3 separate regions of the Mus musculus genome follow, and regions 2 and 3 are each linked to region 1. Evidence: chromatin contacts called from public Hi-C and promoter capture Hi-C data. All regions are on one chromosome and are shown on one strand. Each heading gives the region's core, a stretch centred on a gene start, on an enhancer-like site or on the middle of the called end of the contact. The rest is flanking DNA. Distances are from core to core; before and after follow the strand shown.

Region 1 (3,341 bases), core at 678-3,177:
CAGCAACAAATCCTGACCTCCCAACGATCATTTTGCCTTTAATGTACAACCTGTCTGGACACCCGGGAGGGCAGCTCTGAAAGCGAGTGAGCTTGAAGGGCCGCCTCACCACCACAGCCACAGAGCTGCTCATTAAGGACATCGCACTCCTGGAAGGGATGCTGATGCAGAGTGAACCCGATCGGCCACAATGAACAGAAATTATAACATTTAATGATAAATTTTCAGAATCTGACAAGACCAAGTCCTGTAATAAACAGCTCCTTTAAGCTGGGGTAAGTCCCTTCGAACACATTCCTATTAGAAATCAGAATCTGCTTGACAATGTGACATTTAGCGCGAGCACACACACACACACACACACACACACACTCGCCATCCCCCAAGGCATGTTCCTGCCTTAGTGATACTGAGAAAAGAGGCAAATAGGCTGCCCTAACTCGCGGTACTTCTCATACTCTCCATTCGGGGACTTAGTAACCCAGCACCTTTGTTCTAGCCCTCTGAAGAACCATGAAGTTAGCAGAAATTCCCTGAAAATAAAAGTTAATATCCTTCCTTCCAATCACTTTAAAATTTGAAAGCTTTGTTTTCTCAAATGTGCCACCTAAAATTGTGCTTTTATTTTATTTTTTATTTTTAAGAAATGTGCAAACATCTTTCAGGAAAACATCCTCTAAAAACACTCCTGAGGCCTGGACTGCACAGTGACTCTCAGGCCAGCCTTGGCTATAGAAGGAAACCGTCTGGGAACACCAAAAACACTTCAGAGAAACTGGACCGAGAGCACCAAGCAACAGGCGGCGGCACTCTCCTTTTCCCAGCCAGTCAAAGGCCTTGAACCAACGCAAACAAACGCCAGCCAGGCTCTCGTATCTCCCCGCTCCCTGCCGGCAGCGCTAGCCTGACAACACCGCGGTCCCTCGCCGCGGGGCTGAACCGAATGGAACCCGCACTCAACCGATCAGCGGTTTGCGGAGGCGCGAGCCCGCTGGGGGTTTCCCCCAGCACGGGAAGCGAGTACGAGCCGGGACACCCTGCGACTCCGTTTCTGCCGGAGCGCGCACGGCCTCCCCCGGGCTCCGCACACAGCCGGGGGCCGAGGTGCGGGCGGGGATGCCCCCGGGGAGCGGGAGGTAGATAGTCCGAGGCCCGGGGAACGACCGGGGACCCCCGATGGAAGGCCTCGGGGCGCCAGTTACGCAGACCCGCACGAGAGGCGCTAGGAAAGCGGGACCCGGCCGGGGACCGGCGGGAAGGGAGGTGCTGAAAACACGGGAAACCCGGGGCCCGGAGCGGAGCCAGCGGGGGAGGGGAGCGTCCGCCCGCCGCCGGGACCGCGGGACGCGGGGAGGACAGGGGCGCGACCCCCGGGCCCCCGAGGATCACAGCCGAGCGTCCGCTGCGGGTCCCCGTCCCCGCCCCCACTCACCATGTAAAGCGTGAAGGGCAGGCCGAGCAGAAAGAGCCACAGGTAGAGGTGGAGCGCGTTCACGAAGGTGGCCTGGTGCGGGTCGTAGTACCAGCCGCCGCTGAGCGCGGCCCACACCCCCTGCCGGAGGATCTGCAGCGTCTGCGACCCCATCCCCACCCGGCGTCGCCGCCGCCGCCGCCGCCGTCCCCGCCCCGGCCCCAGCTTCGGCCTCGTCGCCTGCGCGCCCGCGGACCGGTCTAGCCCCCTCCCGAGCTCCGGGAGAGCGGCCCGGCGCCGCGGCGCTCGCTGGTGCTGCTGCACGAGGAGGAGGAGGAGGAGACGGCGGAGGAGGAGGCGGCGAGCGGCAGGGCGGAGAGCGGCGAGGAGGAGGAGGAGGCCGGGCTCCTGAGCGCCGCCGCCATCTTGTCTTCGAGCTCCGAGCCCGAGCCCAGTCCGCCAGCGCTGCCGCCGCCGCCGCCGCCTCCGCCGCCGCGACCCCCGCCGGCCGCCAGCCTCGGCCCGGCGGAGCAGGCGAGCGGGCGCCCGGCAGGACGCGGAGGAAGCCGCGCCCCCTCCGGCTCCTCCTCCTGCTCCCTCCACCCGCGGAGCGGTCCCCACGGGTACGCGCAGCGCCTGGGTCGCACGGGCGCCTCCTGTTGGGAGAAGCCTGCAGAAGCAGCATCTGGCCGGGGTGGGGATGGGGGTGGGGTCGGGTGGGGTGGGGTGGGGTCGGGTGGGGTGGGGTGGGGTGGGATCCGGTCGGGTCCGAGTTTGCAACCCGGATGGCACTGCACCGGGCATGACCGACCACTGCAAGCTCTTTAAAGTCGAGCGGACTTCCAGACTTCCAGAATTCGTAGACCTTGCAGGGGCTGCCGTTTGTGGCAATTGCCCAAGACAAAACAAGTAAAAAACATTTGGGGGTAAACTGTCTGAGTTTGACACTGCAGGACTGGAAGAATTAAAGCAGAGTTGAAAAGAACTGTGTTACCCTTTTTTGGACCCGAAGCAGCTTGAGTGAGAAAAAGGGCGACGACGTCAAGAACTAGAAGCTTTACTGCTTCCAAATAGGTGTAAATTAATACAAGCTGCAAGAGATACAAAAGTATGACATGACCAAGTTATGCTTGCACCACAACTTTTCTTTTTCATGTGGTGCAACTAGTAACCATTTTTATCAATGGGCCAATCTCAGCAGAGTTGAAAGATTCCTGACTCCACCCAAACTTTGAATGGGGTCTTGTACTTCTCTTTTTATAGCTGTGAAAACTGGGAATCATTCTTGGCCCAGTCTAATGTTTCTGAAGTATGTCTGATCTCACTGGATGGCTTTTTTTTTTTAAGGGTTTGAAGGTTGAGTTTATTGTAGCAATAAACGTACTCTGTTTTCCCAGATTAAAGTTGCTATAATTAATGAGGAAAGCAAGTGAGACAGAGCAGTTGGTGACATTTTAAGAAGTGGTTAAAACCCATCGCAGTGCCTCTGGGTATCATGCCACTGTATAGCTGGTTATGCTCACACCTGCTCCACTTAACCTTCACAACGCTCCTTTAACACAGCCAGGGCTATCCTTATTTTTACCAGTGAGGGCTCTGCCACTCAGAGTGATTGCCCAGGTTCTCATAAGTAATAAGCTGTGGAGTGCTCAGAAGTCAGCGTTCATCCTAGCAGCATGGACTGAGCCTTTCATATCCACTCAGGTAGGAGTTAGAACTCAGGCAGGACCTTCAGGCTTAAGGATATAGTCAGCTGTTCTCAAAGGTGATGGGGGCATCACCTCAGAATGACTTAGAAAAGGAAATTCTCACATTATCTCTCTAGGGAAACTGGGTGAGAGACTAGGGAAAAACCAAAAAGTTTTAAGAAGCCTTCCAGAGATTGTAAGAACCTTTCAGGTAGGAAGAACACCACTTTCCGTTGTATAAT
Region 2 (3,420 bases), core at 211-2,710, 310 kb before region 1:
GATAGAATGGCATTGTGTTCACAGTTTATCAGGAACTGAACCATGTTTTTAAAAATGTCTTTATTTGCACATATGTGGGTGTGGACATTTATATGCCACGTTGCACATGTGGAGGTCAGAGGCATATAGCACACAACCTGTTCTCACCTCCAATCCTGTAGATTCTGGGAACTGAACTCCAATCCTCAGGTCCCTTTACCCACCAAGTCATCTCATGTCACCATCAGCCCATGCATCTATTTACGGATCAGACCTTCCTAACACCCCTGGATATTATAAATCAGTTCTTACTCAGTAATGTAACAGTTTGGCCCTTAAACAATGGCTGACCAACACTGCACTATTCTGAAGGCCACCTGTTTTACGAATCCCAAAGAGCTCTTTGAAACGGTCCACCCAAGTGTTAGCCAAATCTATTAACTTTTTTCAGCACTTTTTATGAGGCCCTGATGAAGGACGCCGGATTCCAAAATCCAGTGTTGGTTAAAAGTGACGAGTTTGTTACTTCAGCTCCATGTAGTTTAACTCTGCCCTAACGTGGGATTCCTTATTCTCCCAGCTACAGAACAGTACTCGTTATACATCTGAAACAGCAATTGCTTTATAATCAATTAGCTTCCTGTGTTAAATTACAGAGGAGCCACCATGCTTCCCTCTCCACTCTATAAAGACAAATGTCACGAGGTCCCCTTCACCAAACCACTGCGCGTTACTGAAAGCGCCCCTGCTCCTTTCATCTGTGAAACAAAGAGGACAGGAAAAAAAGAAGCTGAACACACCCCCTTCCTGGACACTCCGCCTGTCTGCGTGTGCCTGCACACTCTATCTGATTTACCCTGCCGGGACACAGGCTCTCTGCTTTGCTTTCTGCCACTGACAGCAACCTCTCAGATCTTAGCTGAGATTAACTTCCTGCTCTGTGTCCTACCCTGATCCTCTCCAACTGAGGGACATCGACTCTGTAACTGTACGTTACTGGCGTAGAGCAGAGAAGTTTCCCTCTCTAGTGAACCATCTCTCTTTTGCACATGCGTATGAACGGGATGCTTTCATTCGCTGTGTATAGAGTTCAGAGGACACACTTGGGATCAGTCCCCACCTTCTTTTGACCGGGTTTAAAGCAAGGTCTCTCTCTTTGTCATTTATGGCTGAGCTACACCCTCCAGGCTGCCCTGCCCTGGAGCTTCCAGGATCCTCCCATCTCTGCCTCCCATAGGAGCACCTGGATTGCAGATAAACACTACCGTATAGGTTCTTGGGATCGGAACTACAGAGAGCACCTCACCCACTGAGCCATTCCCCGGCTCCTGAAGCTTTTTCTTCCATGGACTTATAGGCATTCTGTAATATGCACTGTGATGGTTCAAATATGTTTGGCCCAGGGAGTGACACTATTAAGAGGTGTGGCCTTGTTAGAGGAAGTATGTGACTGTGAGAGTGAGAGAGCCCCCCTCCTAGCTACCTGGAAGACAGCAGTCTTCCTGTTTGCCTTCAGAACAAGATGCAGAACTCTCAGCTCCCCCTCTTGCACCGTGCCTGCCCAGATGCTGCCATGTTTCCTGCCTTGATGATGAAGGACTGGACCTCTGAACCTGTAAGCTAACCCCAATTAAATGTTGTCCTTTCTAAGAGTCGCCTTGGTCATGGTGTCTCTTCACAACAATGGAAACCCTAGCTAAGACATGTACCATGGTAAAAGTAAGGCATTTTCTACATTCCACATCTGCCCTTGCTTCATTTCAAATCTAGAGTCTTTGGGGAGAGCGTGTTGAGGCCCTGCTGTCTTCCCTCCCTTCCCTTCCATTCTCCTGCAGCCACTGGGAGCAGCCTCTCACTGGCTACTCCGTGGGAACTGGTATCCTCAAAAACAGCAATGAAATCTCATCCTAAACTCTGTGTGTCCTCACCTGGCTGGACCTCTTGGCAGCAGGGACGAAGCCAAGCAGACTCACCTTTGGAAACTCTTTCTGCTCCTTACCTCTGATGAAGAGTCAGTCCTACCATTCAGCCTTTTAGTCTCACACCTCCATGGACATCTGTCTTCCCCTCATGCCATCCTCTCTCACCTCATGGTGACCTTACCACGCTGGTGATGACTTTCAAGACCTTAGCAGTCTGGTGACTATGGCAAACTGACCGCTACCCATTTTACACATCCAGGCCAGTCATCACATCCCACAAACTCCAGACTGTCCATCCATATCCTTACTCAGCACCCCAATATGCAAACATCTCACATCTAAAACTAGAATGCTCAAGGTATCCTCCACCCCAAAACCAGTGTGCTATGATCTCCTCCACTTCAGTGAATGCTGCCCTCCCAGAGTTCCAGAAACCCAGAGGAAACTTCTTAATGCCATTCTTAACTTCTCTGTTTTCTCACAGCACACATCCAAACCATGAATCCATACTGTTGGCCCTTCCTTCAGAACGTGTCCACCCGTGGTAACTCTTCCTCTCTGCTTCAAGCCATTCCCCACCCGATTGTCACAATGGTGCCCCCTCTTAGTCTCCATGTAGTCTACCTACTCTGCACTCTGCCACTAATATCTAATCTGCATGTTTGATGTAGCGTGTGGAGCTTACATAAGTCAGATCATCTCACCTTGCTGCTCAGAGACTTCCCAGAGATTCTCATGAAACTTGAAGAAAATAATAATATTAAAACACAAGTTCCCGTTTCAATCTAAAAAATTATATTGAGTTGCCATTCAGTACACCAGAGGGCCTGTGGCCAGGACCTACCTACCCACCACCCTTATTCCCCTGTCACAAACACACAAACTCTTAGTCCTGTAGTAAACATGGCATGGAATTTGCATATAACCTGCACATATCCTCCAGAATACGTTAAATTATTATTATCCTCTTCATATTACCTACAATACATAACAGTGTCATACAGAATTGTTCAGGAAATAGTGACTCCCCTCACACACCAAAGTCTGTATATGGCTAAGACACTGGTTAGTTTTTTCTCATTTTAATTTCTTTTCAATTAATTATTTTTTCACTTTACATCCTGATCACAGTCCCCTTCTTTCCTCAGTTCCCCAAGCACTAGTTAGGTGTGTGTGTGTGTGTGTGTGTGTGTGTGTGTGTGTGTGTCGTGTGTGTGTGTGTGGTGTGTGTGTGTGTGTGTGTGTGGTGTGTGTGTGTGTGTGTGTGGTGTGTGTGTGTGTGTGTGTGTGTGGTGTGTGTGTGTGTGTGTGGTGTGTGTGTGTGTGTGTGTGTGTGTGTGTGGTGTGTGTGTGTGTGTGTGGTGTGTGTGTGTGTGTGTGTGTGTGTGTGTGGTGTGTGTGTGTGTGTGTGGTGTATGTATGTGTGTGTGTGGTGTGTATGTGTGTGTGTGTGGTGTGTGTGTGTGTGTGGTGTGTGTGTGTGTGTGTGTGTGTGGTGTGTGTGTGTGTGTGTGTGGTG
Region 3 (3,637 bases), core at 153-2,652, 370 kb after region 1:
TCTTGAGTGAGGTAATCCAGTCACAAAAGAACACACATGGTATACACTCACTGATAAGTGGATATTAGGAAAAAAAGCTTGGAATATTCATGATACAACTTATACAGACCATATGAAGCTCAAGAAGAAGGAAGACCAAAGTGTGATGCTTCAGTCCTACTTAGAAGAGGGAACAAAATAATCATGGGAGATAGAGGGTGGGAAGGTTGGGAGGAATAAAGGAAGGGGAGAAGAAAAAAAGGGGGGGCAGGGTCAGGTGGGAAGAAACAGGGGAGATGTACAGAGCCAGGATCAGGGAACTGAACAGAAAGGTGTGTTGCAATGGGAGATGAACAGGAGGTAGCCAACAGAAGGTCCCAGACACCAGGAAAGCAAGAGGTTCCCAGGACCCAATGGGGATGACATTAGCTGAAATACCCAACAAAGGGGAGGGAGAACCTGTAGAGACCATATCCAGAGGTTAGACATGACCCCCAGTTGAGGGATGGGGCCACCCACTTTTCTCAAAAATTTTAATCCAAAATTGCTCTTGTCTAAAGAAAATATAGGGACAAAGAGTGGAGTAGAGACTGAAGGAAAGGCCATCAGAGACTGCCCTACCTGGGGATCCATCCCATATGCAGCTACCAAACCTATTGTTGATCAATACCCATACAGCCATCACTATTGCCGATGCCAAGAAGTGCTTGTTGCAAGGAGCTTGATATAGCTGTCTCCTGAGAGGCTGTCAGAGCCTTACCTATACAGATGTGGATGCTCACATCCAACCATCGGACTGAGAACAGGGACCCCAATAGAGGAGTTGGGGAAGGACTTGAAGGAACTGAAGGGATTTGCAACCCCATAGGTAGAACAACCAATCAGATTCCCCAGAGCTCCCAGGGACTAAACCACCAACCAAAGAGTATGCGTGGAGGGACCTATGGCTCCAGGTGCATTTGTAGCAGAGGATGGCTTTATCTGGTATCCATTGGAGGAGAGGCCCTTGGTCCTCTGAAGGCCTGATGCTCCAGTGTAGGAGAATGCTAGGGCAGTGAGGTGGGAGTCGGTGGGGGAGCACCCTCAAAGAAGCAGAGAGTAAGGAGTAGGATAGAGGGTTTGCGGAGCAGAAACCGGGACGGGGGATAGCATTTGAATTGTAAATAAATAAAATAATAAAAAATTTTAAAAAGTTCAGTTACAACTGATGAGCCACGACTTAAAATGTGTTCATTAACCTGGTGCTACTTGTGCATTAGCTTAAAAACCAACCCCGCCCTTTATCTGAGTTTCTTGAGTCGCAGAAGTCAAGATCCAGAATATGCGAATTACAGATTTTCCAAATCGAAAAACCCAATTGCACCCGGCGTATCCTGAGGTCACGGAACCAGAGCTCAGAAGCCTCGACTTCCGGGGGAGGGAGGAAGCAGAAGTGCGTTAAGGCCAATCGTTTCCGTTTGCCTCGGGGAGGCTTATCAGGCGTGGACCTGGCACCCAAAGCCTGCGCTGAGTCTACAACTTCGCCTGAGACGTGTTGCGGGCCGCGCTGGGCTCGCTCTGGAAGCGGCTGACTAAGCAGGCCGCACCTTCTGCCATGATTGCGCCCGCTGTGTTGCGAGCTCTGCGTAAGAACAAGACTCTACGCTATGGAGTTCCCATGTTGGTGAGCGGCTGTGACGGGAGCAGGGGCTGCGAGTCCGGAAGGGGCGGGCCCTCTTTGGCTGAGTGGCGTATTGGTGCTGTCTTTCGGATACTGCTGACTAGGGGGTCTGTGGGAGCCACCGGAGCTTTGAGGTTTTTGTTTTTGTTTTTAAGTTCACGCTCAAAAGTGTACCTCGGGTCCCGCCATCCCCCACCCCCCGTTTCCTTTCCCTTCGTGAACGCGCGTGTTACTATCCCCGTTTTACAGTACCTTTCCTGGGTTAAATGTTGAGATTTTGCAAGAAGACTAATCAAATGTCTTCTTTAATAATTACATTCATTTGTAGTAATTATGTTCATAATTTGTTGTTTGATCATTGTTAAGTTAATTTGCTTTAGCATATTACGATATAAAAGAAAATAAACAAAAACTTTTAAAAATACAAGACATTTTTCTTGGTGTGGTTCTTGGCACGTGTGAAGTGCCTTTTGTATTTAAGCACTGCTAAAAGAAAGGTTGATTTTAGAAACGTAATATGTTTTTTTAAGTCGTCTTTGATGTGTCTGGATCTTGTTTTGATAATTAGGGAACTCTGCAATCTGCTTTAAGAGTTTTGGGGTAAGCGTTCGTTTTTATAAAATGACAGCAATTTACAAGGCATATATAAATTTTTTTATTTCTGCAAGTTCCTCTGCCGTTCAAAATCACGGATGTTGCTACTGACTTACCATTTATCACTATGGGAGTCAATTTGATTTTCTTTCAAAATTATAAAAGTCAAGATGTTATGGAAAGAAAAAAAAAATCTCAGGGCTAGGCTTTCTATGTAGACTTAGCACCCTGCCCTATTTTCGGGGCTACCCAGCAGGAAAGAGGCTCCTTTACAAATGGAAATTCCTTTCTTGGTCAGTTTTTAAATGGTCCTATCAGTCTTATGAAGGCACACTCTGGAACTCTGTCTAGAAAAAACTCTTAAGCCTAATTTATTTTACAGATGCCCTTCCAGAAGTTAAGCAAAGAGCACTTTCTATGCCCAATTTGAGAAATCCTCCTCTGAGTTCTGGGTTTCTCCTCTTCTGTTTTATAACGCGCGCGCGCGCACACACACACACACACACGCGCGCGCGCGCGCGCGCGTGCACACACACACACAGCTAGCTAGTCGTTCATTTCTGTTTGCTTTATGCACATACATGTGTGCAAAATAGCATTCTTTTTTATTTAAAATTACTATATAGATTTAATAGATAAGCACTGTGTTTACACCCTTTTCATCCCTACCTCTCCCCCGCCAACTTCTCCTGTGATTCCTTTCTCCCTTTCAGTTTTATGACTTTTAAAAATTAAAATTGTTACATGTTAATTATATATATGTGTGTATATATATAAAATTATATATTATATGTATGTATAAAAGCAGCCATTTTGATTTAGTCTTATGTATCCCAAATAGCATTTTTTTTAAAAGTAGCTAAGAATATTTTATATGTATAATTGTTAAATACAAATTTTTATTGTGGCTGCTGTTTACCTAGAAATCATGGTGGTTAATGAAGGGCCCTAAAACCTAAGAGGTGAATCTCTAGATTGCAAGAGAGGAAACAAGAGGAGAGAATGTTCTTAGAAGAAAAGCATATGGCCCATTTTTCTGATGCAGAAACCCTTTCAGAGAGCAGAGCAGTTCCTCTAATTGAGCCACTAATCTAGTGAACAGAGACTCTAAATCTAATGTTGTTTTTTTGATGATTTTTTTGTTTTGTTTTACTTTTCACCCTTCAACCTGTGTACATGTGCAAGCGTGTGCGCATGCAGGGACACGCAGCACAGGTGCTCTCCCCGTTTCTTACCTTCTGAGTTTATCTAGTTTTTTTTTTTTTTTTTTCATTTTCTTTTTGTCAGAAGTTTTAAAGTTACAACAGTGGAGTTTTGTTGCTTTTATGAACCTCAAATTTTAAATTTCTATTTTATGTTTTTACACTCTTTCTATTTAATTATTTAAGTAGTGATATGGATATC

What was found. Promoter capture Hi-C pulls out the DNA fragments that hold promoters and counts their contacts. Hi-C and Micro-C count contacts between places; a contact is called where the count stands out from the background.
Region 2: a contact with region 1 is called in a Hi-C map of regulatory T cells, with 2.7 times the contacts expected there. The contact joins the enhancer-like site here to the promoter of Pcnx in region 1. A contact is called at or near these places in 3 of 39 promoter capture datasets (embryonic stem cells, neural stem cells and pre-B cells), 10 of 484 Hi-C or Micro-C datasets (CD4 T cells, CD8 T cells, the N1E-115 cell line and 4 more), 6 of 115 datasets of contacts at active chromatin or transcription factors (bone marrow-derived macrophages, embryonic stem cells, memory CD8 T cells and 3 more) and 2 of 9 other capture datasets (adipose tissue and liver).
Region 3: a contact with region 1 is called in a promoter capture Hi-C map of pre-B cells. The contact joins the promoter of Cox16 here to the promoter of Pcnx in region 1. A contact is called at or near these places in 2 of 39 promoter capture datasets (the HPC-7 cell line and pre-B cells), 1 of 484 Hi-C or Micro-C datasets (CD4 T cells), 2 of 115 datasets of contacts at active chromatin or transcription factors (embryonic stem cells and memory CD8 T cells) and 2 of 9 other capture datasets (adipose tissue and liver).

What each region holds. Positions count from the first base shown.
Region 1 is chr12:81,858,616-81,861,956 of GRCm38.p6, reverse strand. Pcnx (pecanex homolog) reads right to left here and starts at 1,927. Exons shown (of 36, transcript NM_018814.3): 1 at 1,433-1,927. The coding sequence starts at 1,585.
Region 2 is chr12:82,163,826-82,167,245 of GRCm38.p6, reverse strand. No RefSeq gene overlaps it. Among named protein-coding and RNA genes, the nearest start is that of Gm30799, 96 kb to the right of the region's middle. Within about 2 kb of position 1,460, at least 10 of the 459 cell types and tissues checked have an H3K27ac peak or open chromatin away from gene starts, as enhancers often do. A contact at or near this core is called in memory CD8 T cells and regulatory T cells, where this site is marked.
Region 3 is chr12:81,482,902-81,486,538 of GRCm38.p6, reverse strand. Cox16 (cytochrome c oxidase assembly protein 16) reads left to right here and starts at 1,402. Exons shown (of 4, transcript NM_001309809.2): 1 at 1,402-1,642. The coding sequence starts at 1,574. The region is part of intron 3 of Gm20498 (predicted gene 20498); the gene reads left to right.